Linked DNA regions of Gossypium hirsutum: region 1 is linked to region 2. A link is a contact called in public Hi-C data. All regions are on one chromosome and are shown on one strand. Each heading gives the region's core, a stretch centred on a gene start, on an enhancer-like site or on the middle of the called end of the contact. The rest is flanking DNA. Distances are from core to core; before and after follow the strand shown. Region 1 holds the start of LOC121210300 (small nucleolar RNA R71). Region 2 has its middle 160 kb from the start of LOC121210750.

The links. A called contact is a pair of places that touch in the nucleus more often than the background predicts.
Region 1: a contact with region 2 is called in a Hi-C map of leaf, with 5 times the contacts expected there. The contact joins two enhancer-like sites. A contact is called at or near these places in 6 of 34 Hi-C or Micro-C datasets (callus, leaf and petal).

The regions. Positions count from the first base shown.
Region 1 is chrA11:91,592,590-91,598,433 of Gossypium_hirsutum_v2.1, forward strand. It overlaps LOC121210300 (small nucleolar RNA R71), which reads left to right and starts at 179; the gene lies at 179-285. Within about 2 kb of position 3,667, at least 9 of the 9 cell types and tissues checked have an H3K27ac peak or open chromatin away from gene starts, as enhancers often do. A contact at or near this core is called in leaf, where this site is marked.
Region 2 is chrA11:91,302,688-91,308,422 of Gossypium_hirsutum_v2.1, forward strand. It overlaps the pseudogene LOC107956917. Among protein-coding and RNA genes, the nearest start is that of LOC121210750, 160 kb to the right of the region's middle. Within about 2 kb of position 2,729, at least 7 of the 9 cell types and tissues checked have an H3K27ac peak or open chromatin away from gene starts, as enhancers often do. A contact at or near this core is called in leaf, where this site is marked.

The DNA.
Region 1 (5,844 bases), core at 2,417-4,916, 290 kb after region 2:
TCTTGACGCTGCTCGGTTGGTTGGCCATTGGTAATTGTTGCTGGCAATCCTCTCGATAATTTCATAAGCCTCATTGTAAGACTTAAAAAGGAGAGCACCATTAGTAGAAGCATCCACTACCATCCTCGTGCGAGCATTGAGACCATTCTAAAATGTCTCAAGTTGGATGCAATGTGGGATTCCATGATGAGGGCACTTTTGTAATAATTCTTTGTACCTTTCCCATGCCTCATACAAGGACTCATCATCTATTTGTTGGAAGGTAGCGATCTCGTTCCTCAACTTAGCATTCTTGCTAGGCGGGAAATACTTCATAAGGAATCTTTCTGTTAACGCTTGCCATGTGGAAATTGAGTTCGATGGAAATGAGTTCAACCAGGCTCAAGCTCTGTCCCTCAGTGAATATGGGAACAGCTTCAATCGTAATGCATCTTCAGGTACTCCAGCTAACTTGAAAGAATCGCTCACCTCCATAAATAGTCTTAAGTGTAGGTGAGGATCTTCGATATGTATTCCACTGAATTGGCCCATTGTCTGAAGCATCTGGAACATGAATGGCTTCAGCTCGAACTGTTGTGCCTCAATTTTGCCCGGATTAAGATCATTAAATACGGGCACGGCATACTGTCGTAAAGCTCTATCCCTATCATCAGCAATAAGGATAGGATTTTGAGCAAGGTTTGCTCCGTTTCCTTAGATTGGATTTTCGAAGTTCATCTCTGCGGTCCTCCTCTGATTTGCTTGTCTTCTTCGCTATCGAAAAGTTCTTTCTATCTCAAGGTCTACAGGGAGTAGGTCAATAATTCAATGAATACTCATAGACACCTGAAATAATCACAGAAAAATTAATTAAGTTAAAAATTAAACAAAAAAAAGTAAACCAAAATGTAAACTAACAAATTCACAAATAATGACTTTTTAAAATAGTCCCCGGTAACGGAGCCAAAAACTTGGAACGACGGAAATGTGCAAGTGTACACAATCGCAACAAGTAATAAAATGACAAGTAAATGTCGAGTTATCGTACCCACAGGGATTGTGAAAAGGATTATTTATGAATGCAAGTTAAAACACTTTGGTGAAGAAAAATATTTTGTTCAAAGAGGGTGATTAAAAACTTAATAAAATTAAAATAAATAAATAAATGAAGTAAAAGAAAGTTCTAATGCACGATTTCAAAATAATATTTAATCAAGATGATATAATTGTGTTGGATTAATTACACTTCTCATCTTAGAATTATTAAACTTATGTTTATATTGTTACGAATAAAATCACGGAAACCCAGTAATTTGCTAACTTATGAACATACTTACATACCAAAATCCATTCATCTCTTGACATATCCCTATGCCAATTCAACCGACTAAACAGATTCTAGTAAGCAAACATGTTATTGCACATACATACTCATTAAACTGAACTAATCTCTTGCATATCCCTATGTCAATTCAAACAATTAATTAAATCTAACAAGCATATAAAAGATGATGTGAGGTAACAAGGTATCCCTATCTTGAAACAGTTTAATCACAATAATCTTGCAAGTTATGCAAGACAATAATATCGACAGATACATTGCTAATTTAACCTTCAGCTTCCTTAGAAGAATAAACATGCACTGATCAAGTACTATGTCAATTAATTACAATTTCAATACGTTTAAATAATTAATTCATTAGTTACCTCACAATCGTAACGCAAGAATAACTTAGGCATGATTTTACTTAATCAAGCATTTTACCGAGCCCTATAACAACATAAACACAATTTTAACAATTTAAGAAGATGAAATGCTATCAACCCAACATAATTAAATTCAAGCTAAGCTGATTAAATTAACCATTCCAACAACATGAATACTCATAGATATGTTCATCATAACAACAACAAAAATTAAAGAGATAGGGAATAAGAATCAAATCTGGTGGTTTTCCGAGGCTTGACTGGGTTGCTCCGTTCTTCCTTCTTGTTGTCCTCGCCGATCAATGCTTCAATGAACACTCAATTGCTGCTCCAAAATTGTTGAAGAACACCCCTTTTCCAAGGGAAGAAATCGGCACAAGAGCAAGGGAATTGAAATGGAAAAGTGAGAGAAAAAGAATGAGAGATGAGAGAAGTGTTGTGAAATGAATGAGGAATGAATGAGATGCTTTGAATGATCAGCCAAGGGGGACTTTTATAGCTAAGCGTGGCAGCTAAAATTTACTAAAAATAGCATCCAAAGATCCACCCCTTGGCCGGCCACCTATGTGGCAAAGTTGATGCTTTCAACTTTGTTAAAAATGGCTTGGGGCAAATCCAAAAATCCACCAACTATGGAGGGGTTTGAATGCAACTTTGACAAGACTTCAAGGGCTTCTTTGCAAGCTTAATTATTCAGTTAATAAGCTGATTTGGGTCAGCATATGGCTGGTTTTGGGCTGCCCAATCTATGGCCTGTTCACTTTAATCGGTTCGGTTCAACTGGACCACTTTTTCCATAATTAATTAATATTAATTTATTTAGCCTAAATTAAATTGGGTATAAATTAAAATTAATTATATTATGAATTAATACACATAATTGGACTGTCTTAGGCTGGAAATTAATTTGCCTTGATACTTCTAATTGCTTTTAAATTTTGTGCTTCAAGCAGTGTCTGTCGAGCCATTTTTCGCCATTTACGTAATTTTGTCGAAAATAAGCAAAATTACTCAAAATTAATTATAAAATTAACTAAAATTCATCATGTTAATATTTTAAGTATAATTTAATTATTTTATGAAAATTAATTATTTTTCGACAAGAATTTAATTGAAACGGTATAATTTTAAGCTAAAAAAAGGTATGTAAAAATGCGTAAATTTTCGTGTTTCCAATTATCAGCATATGAAAAACAAAAATATACGGAAACATTAGCTCCCAGCGAGAATTGCATAAGGCTCTATCAAGATGCTCAAATATATTCCGTCTATTCCAAGTGAATTTGGGACCTCTAAATCCAATATCCTTCAACTCACAAACTGAGCATACCTGTTGGAAAGCCGGACAACTAGCAACAACCCTTTTCAAGCCACCTTTTTTCTAATCCTCATTAAGCAAAGCATTAAAATCCCCAGCAATCAACCAAGGAAGACTAATATTCTTAGCAATACAGCTTAGGCCATACCATAAATCTTTCCTCAAATTTTTATTAGGACTCCCATAAACACCTATAAAGAGCACCTAATCTATAACATCATCAAATTTAATTTTCGTGCGAGTAAATTGCATATGATTAACCATAACTTCAACATGAATATTATCTTTCCGCAGAACCCAAATACCACCCGAATATCCCACAGCTTCCACCCGATGAGAATAAGGCAGATCAATAATTTTAATCATTGTATCTGCTTTTAAACTACTATTTCGGGTTTCCATCAAAACCACAATACAAGGATCTACTTCGCGTAAATACTCCTTCATAATTCTGCCAAAATTAGGATACCCAACACCTTGGCAGTTCCATACAAAATTTTTTGACATTATAAAAATCAGAATTAAAAAAAAGACCAAACCTTTGAGGACACCATCATTCATCTAATGAATCGTTCATGAGTGTCGCGTCACTTTCACCCCCATGGTCCACTCGCGGTGGTCGACCCAGAATCTGTCCACTATCAGCCTAGTCCAACACTACCAGTTCTGTGTTCCCCTCTCGCGTGTCTGCATCTCTATCCTCCACCTCCAAACGATCCACCGTACCTTGGATAACCTATCAAATAAGAACCATGCCAGCCAAGCCATCAAGAGTTTCCTCATCCCCTCTAAACCCAAAGTTCAGAGTATTATTACTCCTATTTTCCTTCAAAAAAGGAGGGAGTGCAGAATGAGGAATAACATTTTTTTTTATTCCTAGTTCATTTCCCATAAGAGGAGAAGAACCAATTAGATCATTTGGGTTATAGTTTTCTTTGAAAATATGAACTGTGTGAAATTTTCGATCCAATATTCCTTGGTTACCATTGGTACCAAATTTAGGTAGCCTAGACCCCACTTTTGGCCCAATCTTGAGAGTTTCAGAACTCATCCCAGACTTCTTAATTCCATCCCCTGATTCCCCATTCTATGCCCTCCCACAGCCTGTTTATTAGCCTACCCTTTAACACCCATAACCCACTTTTTATGACTTTTAGCTTTAATATTCTTCCCTTTATTACTCCCATCAAATTTTCTCCCATTCATAATCTTTATAATAGATTCAGTGAGCTTTTCTTGACCCTCACCTGAAAATTTAGCAAGTAAATTAACTCTTTGTTCCTTATGTTTCCTGAAATTAAAAATACTTGCACCATTCTAGTTGTTTCATCCTGTGAGACACCTATTTTGGAAAGAATATTAAATCAAGATCCGAAAAGATTGTTTCCATTTCCACTCTCTTATCCATCATCGTTCCTTCGATTTTGTCTACGATTCTGACGATCCACAATCATCCACTCACCGAACCTTTCATTCTCAACCCGTTCTTGAATTGATGTACATGTTGATCCAATCTAACAGGATCCTTAGCTTCACCCGATCCTTTCTCCATATCCTCCACTATCTTTGATTAAGGACAGCCTCCTTTCAAGTGTCCAAAAGTGCCACAGCCAAAACAAATTGTTGGAAGAGATCTATACTCTACTATGTGGATCCTACTAGCAATTCTTATTCTAGAAACAAGCGGCTTCTTTAAGTCAATTTGAACTGCAAATCGGGCAAACTGACCCCTTACTCTTTTATCCGTCGTTAAATCAATTTTGATTACATTCCCCACCATTTCACCAATAGCCTGGAGAGTACTTCTCTTATACAATGATCCTGATAAACCCAGTGTACGGACCCATGCAACAACACTAATGGGGAACAATTATAATGCAGAAAATTGCTTCGTTTAAGGTTGAACCGTCAGATACTAACCGTAAATCACCCATGGACCATTCAAAAGAATGTTACTATAATCCACAAAAGATTCAAACTTAGCTAGAAAATTGACATTTTCAATATCCATAAGCTGGAGTCGTATAGATGGTTTCCACAACGAACAGACTTTGTTCCATAAGGCATTGTATCCTATCTTCCTCCCTAAAAGTTTGTTGACCACAGTTTTTAACATGCTCTCCTTAATTATTGAATACATTCTATCAGAAAAATCAATTGAGGGAACTCCATCAATAATCTCCTTTCGTATATCACCATCCATTAAATCAATATATTCATCTTCTTACTTGTTATTTAGAGAGTTATTCAACTGATTTGAATTCATCACCACATCTCTAAACGAGAAAAGTTTAGAACCCACTGGCTCCGTCTGCTTACTCCCTCCTCCGCCATCGAGAGGGTCCTCTTCTCTCCGCCTTACTTTTTTGACCGCCCGACTAGGAGGATCTTCGATCATACCTACTGTTTTTTTCTTGAAAGATATTATTAATCTCGTTTAAAACATTAGTTAGACTTAAACCTCAATATAGTAAACTGCTCAAACTTATTTTCAAGTTTATAATAATTTATTTTTTATTTATTTAACATATATGAATATGTTAAAAGAATATATTAAATTATTTATGTTTAAAAATTAATAAAACAATATATATCATTAGTAAAAAGAAATATTTAATTATTAAATAGTAAATAAATATTTTTTACAAAAATTAAAATAAATAATATGAATAGGTTGAAAAAGACATAAATTAATTATTTATAAATGTAGGTAAAATTAATCAAATTTTAATGTTTATATTTCAAATTGAATCAAATTAAATTTAAATAATTATATAATATATTGATAACTTAAATTCTATCCAGCTTCCCCATAAACACTTGTGCACCTACTAATTACA
Region 2 (5,735 bases), core at 1,479-3,978:
ATGCATCCTAGTATAGTAGTTCACTTCTTTTCTTATTTCACCATCACGACTTTAAGTTATTCTAATCCCTGATTTCTAATTTCTACCACCATGGCTTTAAGTCCAACTACTTCTTGATTAAAAAGCCCACTTTGTTGAGAAAATCTCTGCCATCACTGGGATTACTGCTTCCACCACCACCAATAGGATTTTTCCAGCTTGATGGCATACTTGCAGAGTTGGTTGTACATCCATCAAATTGTGGATGCTTTTGCTCGTCATCATTTGAAGCTACATCCATGGTTTCTAGCCTTGGAGTTTGATGAAAAAAGTTGAGTAATCTTGCATTCGAGACACATCAACTTTTTCATTCTTCTAATTATTTTGAGTTGGACCCATGGTTTTTTTGCCTTGGATCATCTTCTAATATGACACGTAGCATAATTCTAAGTTTGAATATCGAGAAAATTTATGGAATGACTTAGATAAGAAATTTTATAAAAGGAATTTGATATTAGAGATGAGAACATGTGAAAAGAATTGAAAATGTGACAAAAAAGACTAAATTGAAAAGTTTGAAAAGTATGGGACTAATGTGCAAAATTATCCAAAATGAAAAAATATTAATTATTATGGATTATTTGACATGAAATGGATTCGAATGTGATTTAATGTGATGAAAATAATTTCTTGGACTAAATTAGAAAAATTAAATAGGATAGGGACTAAAGTGTAATTTTTCTATTTTATCATGAAAAGAGACAAAATATAATTTTCTTTACTCATAGAGTTATAATAAATATTTATAATGAATGATGAACTTGATTTGATTTAAGTATCAAATTTTGAGAAAAAATCACTAAAAAATCAAAAGAAAAATTTTACTATAAAAAGATAATTTGATCAATTCTTAAGATTTTTACGATGAAAATATCATTCAAATATGATATTTGATATTATTTTGAATTGTTAGAAATTCGTATTATTGAAATGAGCTTCAAATTGAATAGTGGGTATGGGCCTTGAGCCCATTTATTGATATTTTTAAATGGTTAAATGCTCATCAGCCCTTCATTTTTTTTTCTTTCTTTCTCAGGCAGCCAACAACCCTCTTGGTTATTCCTCTTCTTCCTCTTCTTTTCCTTTTCATTTTCCCCATTTTTCTTTTAAATTTTCCATTACCAGCCTTAAGATTTTTTTAGAATCTTCGTTTAAAGAACCTCTTAAGCTCTATTCCCCCATCCATTTAATCATTCTCAACCTAGAATTTATAGAGTTTTGACAAGTGAAATTGAAACTAGAGTGAGAAAGCTGAGTAGGTGTGAGAAAAGGGTTGTTTAAAGTAAGGTTAGTAGAACATGGAACAACAAGCAAACCGAAATTAACATCTGAATAAAAGAAAAAAAAATACAAGTTTGAACTATAAAAACACATCTAAAAGAAAAAATAGAATAGTAGTAAGCTCCTACGAAGACATCATCTTTGAGCCACTAAAGCACCAACTAAAGCTTCTTTAGAAAGCCAAGAAACATGCCAAAAAATATCAATGGAAAGAAGACACCATCTTTGAGCCACCAAGCACCAACTAAAGTTGCCTTAGAAAGCCAAGAAACATGCCAAGAAAAATCAATGGAAAGAAACACCAAGAACACTGGGGGAACACAGACCAACAAACACCAAAAAAAAATAATGTAAAAAGGCTCCTTAAAGGTGCCAAAATCAAATGCACAAACTTCTAACCAGCAAAGAAAACACTTCGCAACCTCGAAAAGATTGATCAATACCAACTATCGCGGCCCCATCCATTGTATCAATTGCCGCGAGAAAACCTGAAATGATAAACCATAAACTCCCTCAAAACATACAAATCCAAGGCACTTTCTCCCTAATCCCCATTGAACCCTCCATTCAAGAAAAACTATTTCATTTTTCAATCCCATGGCCACAACAATTCTCATACAAATTATACAAATAAAAAACACAAAAGCTACATGGAAAAAAAAAAAAACAGCCCAAGCTCCAAATACAAGAGAAATCAAGCGTAAAATTTCACAGATGTCTTTGTCATCCCTCTCAATGATCCGCATTAACACAAAAATCACCTCCTCATCTGACCAACAAGCTATGAAACCAAAAGGTTTATCAAGCTCCAAAGTCTATTCCGCTTCAGCTCTCACTACTTTCCTTCGAACATTTTCGATGCCTTCGTCCAACAGCGATTCCTCGGCATCAATCTATGATCGCATCACTTCCACTTATTGTTTTCCATTTCAACACTCGATGTTCTTCCTCAATTCGTAATTATCCTATCCTTCTTCGCAGATCGCTTCAACACTTTTCATCTAAACTCTCAAGAATTTTGATAACCTGTCGAGTTCTCTCAGACCTGCTCAGAGATAAGACCCATTCAAAGCAACACAACACCAAGGATCATTACCCTACTCTGAGACATTAAACATCAATAATTCGCACACCTGCATATCTTGCTACAAATCCTTTTGATTCTTGTTCACCTATATCCTTTTGAATGTGGTATTCTTGTTCTCCAATGCATCCATTAAGCGTACTAGCTTGAATCCAACTTCTGTAACAAAACTCCAACAAATCTTAACTCTGCACAGGTCTTCAACATGTCGGTTTATAGCTCACTTCAGATCTAAAGAGGGAGAATTGTTATACTAGCTTGAACAAGTTTGGCTGACTTAGGCTAAAGCCCAAAGAAACATGTGGCTCATAAGGCCCAAGCTTTATTAAGCATTAGCTAGCAACTAAAGAACATGCCACATAAAGAGAAAAGTAGCTTTCGGCTTCCAACATACCCTATCAAAAAGGACCCTGACACTGCCCAAGCCACAAGGAACAAAATGGCCATATTCCAGACACATCAACATGCAAGGGGTAAACCAAAGCTTAGGTATAATACCGAGTATCTTCTTCCTCTCTTCATCTTCTTCACTTTATTCCGTGACTCTGTAAACATATCTCCTTACTTTCCTCCAGTATGATACACACATGCTGATTTAAGCATTGGGGAGCATCTTAGTGCCAAAATTTTGAGAGCCCCTGGCTTACATATACTTTATAGGAAGCCTAGTTATCAACCTGAGAATCTAGCCTTCAGCCCAATTCTTTACCCAAAAAGACGTAAAAAAGAAAGATCATTTTCTATTTATATTGAAAGACTGGTTGTAGTAAAATAAAAATGTATAAAGATAATATTATTTTTCATTTTTCCCCCTTCAAACTATTGCTATTATTATAAAATTTCTTCAACAAAGAGACCACAACATGAGATTGAGGAGGAACTTCAAATGAACTTTAAGTTTGATGGATACCATGTTATAAAGATAGTAACATGAAGTAGTTCAATTAAGCTTTACATTTTTTTGTGAAAACCATGTTTTATTTCTATAAATAAGTTCCCCTTGAGGGCTTCTTGAAAATAAATATTTTATTCACCCTCAGTATGGGCATGATGGTGGTGGTGAGATGCAGTATTTTCTTATTCACCCTCAGTATGGGCATTATGGTGGTGGTGAGATGCAGTATTTTCCCAGATATGGAACAAATTGTGAGCAAAATCAGTCTCTCTGGTGAGGATGATAGAGCGGTGGCCAGCATTTGGGATGTTGTGAAGCTCCACATCAGGGAATTTGGTCTTGATGTTGTGCCTAAAATCTGGTGGACTGGTTTTGTCCCTGCTGCCTACAATAACATGCACTCTTTTCTTTAATTTCATCAATGTTTCCAGGTTTTTATCCATTTCTTTTACTCCTCTGTATAGCACGTTATGTGTAGTATGCCACCCTGAATGATGGATATGCTTTGTCAAGTCCATAACCAGAAAGTTCACATCCCTGAATACTCACCAAATAAGACATCCGTTGTAATACGAAAAAATAATACCAATATCATATGATTGTTAAAACATTTTTTAAGATTATTTATTCTTTTTTTAATATATTAAAATCATTTTTGAAAATATTTTATTTAATATAAGATTAAAATTATAAAATAAAGAATTTCAAAAATCAAGATTTATAATTAAGAAAAAAATGAATATATTTTGTAATTAATTTTTACTAATACATTAAATAATTTTATAATATAAATTCAATTGTTAATTTTCATCCATCGATTATTATTGTTTAATGAAAGACATGGTTAAAATTGATTTTGACTACCTTGATGAGGTGAGGCGTTTAATAAGTGCTTCCCAAAACCTATGATTTCGGCACACTAATAAGCAGACACATCGACTCAAGTGTTCATACCACACCATGATCGACCAAATAAACGCCGTCGGCGGCCACAATCTTTTAGGTGTTAGCCATTTCATTGCCCTCATTTCTACTCCTTCCTTTGATGGAAAGTATGGCTGAAACCATTCAATTTTAATATTAAAAGAAAGGCATTGATAAATTTAAAAAAATTTTGAAACAATATATATACTTACAGGGGCAACAAGGGTGATAGATTTGAGGGAGCTAATCCAATAATACAGCCCATCGAGTGAGCAACCACATGAAATGAATTTAACTTATATTCAGAGATTAATGATTTCTCAATCCATTCCACGTGCTCTTTTAATGTGTATAAACTGTCTCTTGGCTTTGGACTTTTTCCATGTCCCAAAATATCTACTGCATACATCTGGTACTCTTTTATCTTCTTTGATTCTGACAGCTTTGGAAAAAGTGTTTTTGTCCAAAACGATGAAGAACTTAGTATCCCATGTATGAATATCACGTTTTCAGTTCGATTTGGATTTCCAATGGCTGTCAAAATTAAGACAAAAGTAGTTGTTAATTTTTAAAATTGTTGATGGGAGATTGTTTTCTTCGGCAGAAATCTTGAAAATGTAGCTTTATGGGATATTGACTCATCCCTTAATAATAGAAGATATTGTCTTTCATGATTTGTCAAGAGTTAGTGGACTATGAGCAACTGTCCTTCATAGACCCAAGAGTGCTTCAATCACACATGACTGTACGACCTATTAACCTATTTCCATAGGTTAGGAGTTTAAACCCCACCAAGGATAAGATGCTCACGTTACTTATTAGTGGGTGACTGTATGTTTACGTACGGTCGAGGTGTCCCCTTTGTGAACTGTATATGTCTCTCCGTATGTGGAGAAGAAAGGATGAAATCCTCTCTCGGGGGACAATACCTTCTATTATTGAGGGGTTAAGTCGACATATTTAAAAATAATATGTTAAAGACTTCTTCACGAGTAACCAATCCCTCTTAAAAAATCAATCAAACTAAAGCAACATGAATCAATTACAAACCTTGTGAAGAAGCCTTGTTCACCTCAACATGAAGCTTGGGATCATCCGTCTTCATCCAAGAGATGCAAGAATCACACCCACAATCAGACCACCTATTTCCAACCCTATAAAAATCACCATTTTTGCGATTCTTCGAAATATATATAGCTTCAAAGCCTTTGCTTTTGTTCAACAAATCTTCCACAAATCGAAGTAAAACAACCAATTCCTTCAATTTCTTTCTTTTCCCGTATTGCAAAGTCTCTGATATCTCATTATCATCAGACAATTGGCCATTGATATCAATCTTTTTGGTTGTGCAGTAACATGGAGAGGCCTTCCCTTCAAATAACAAGTCAAGATGTTTGTATATGACACAGAAAACTATTGAAGCAATGGTTAGCATGTAGCAATCACATGTTTTATTATTATTATTATTATTATTATTATTTGGATGTAATGATGTAACTTAGTTGTATTCCA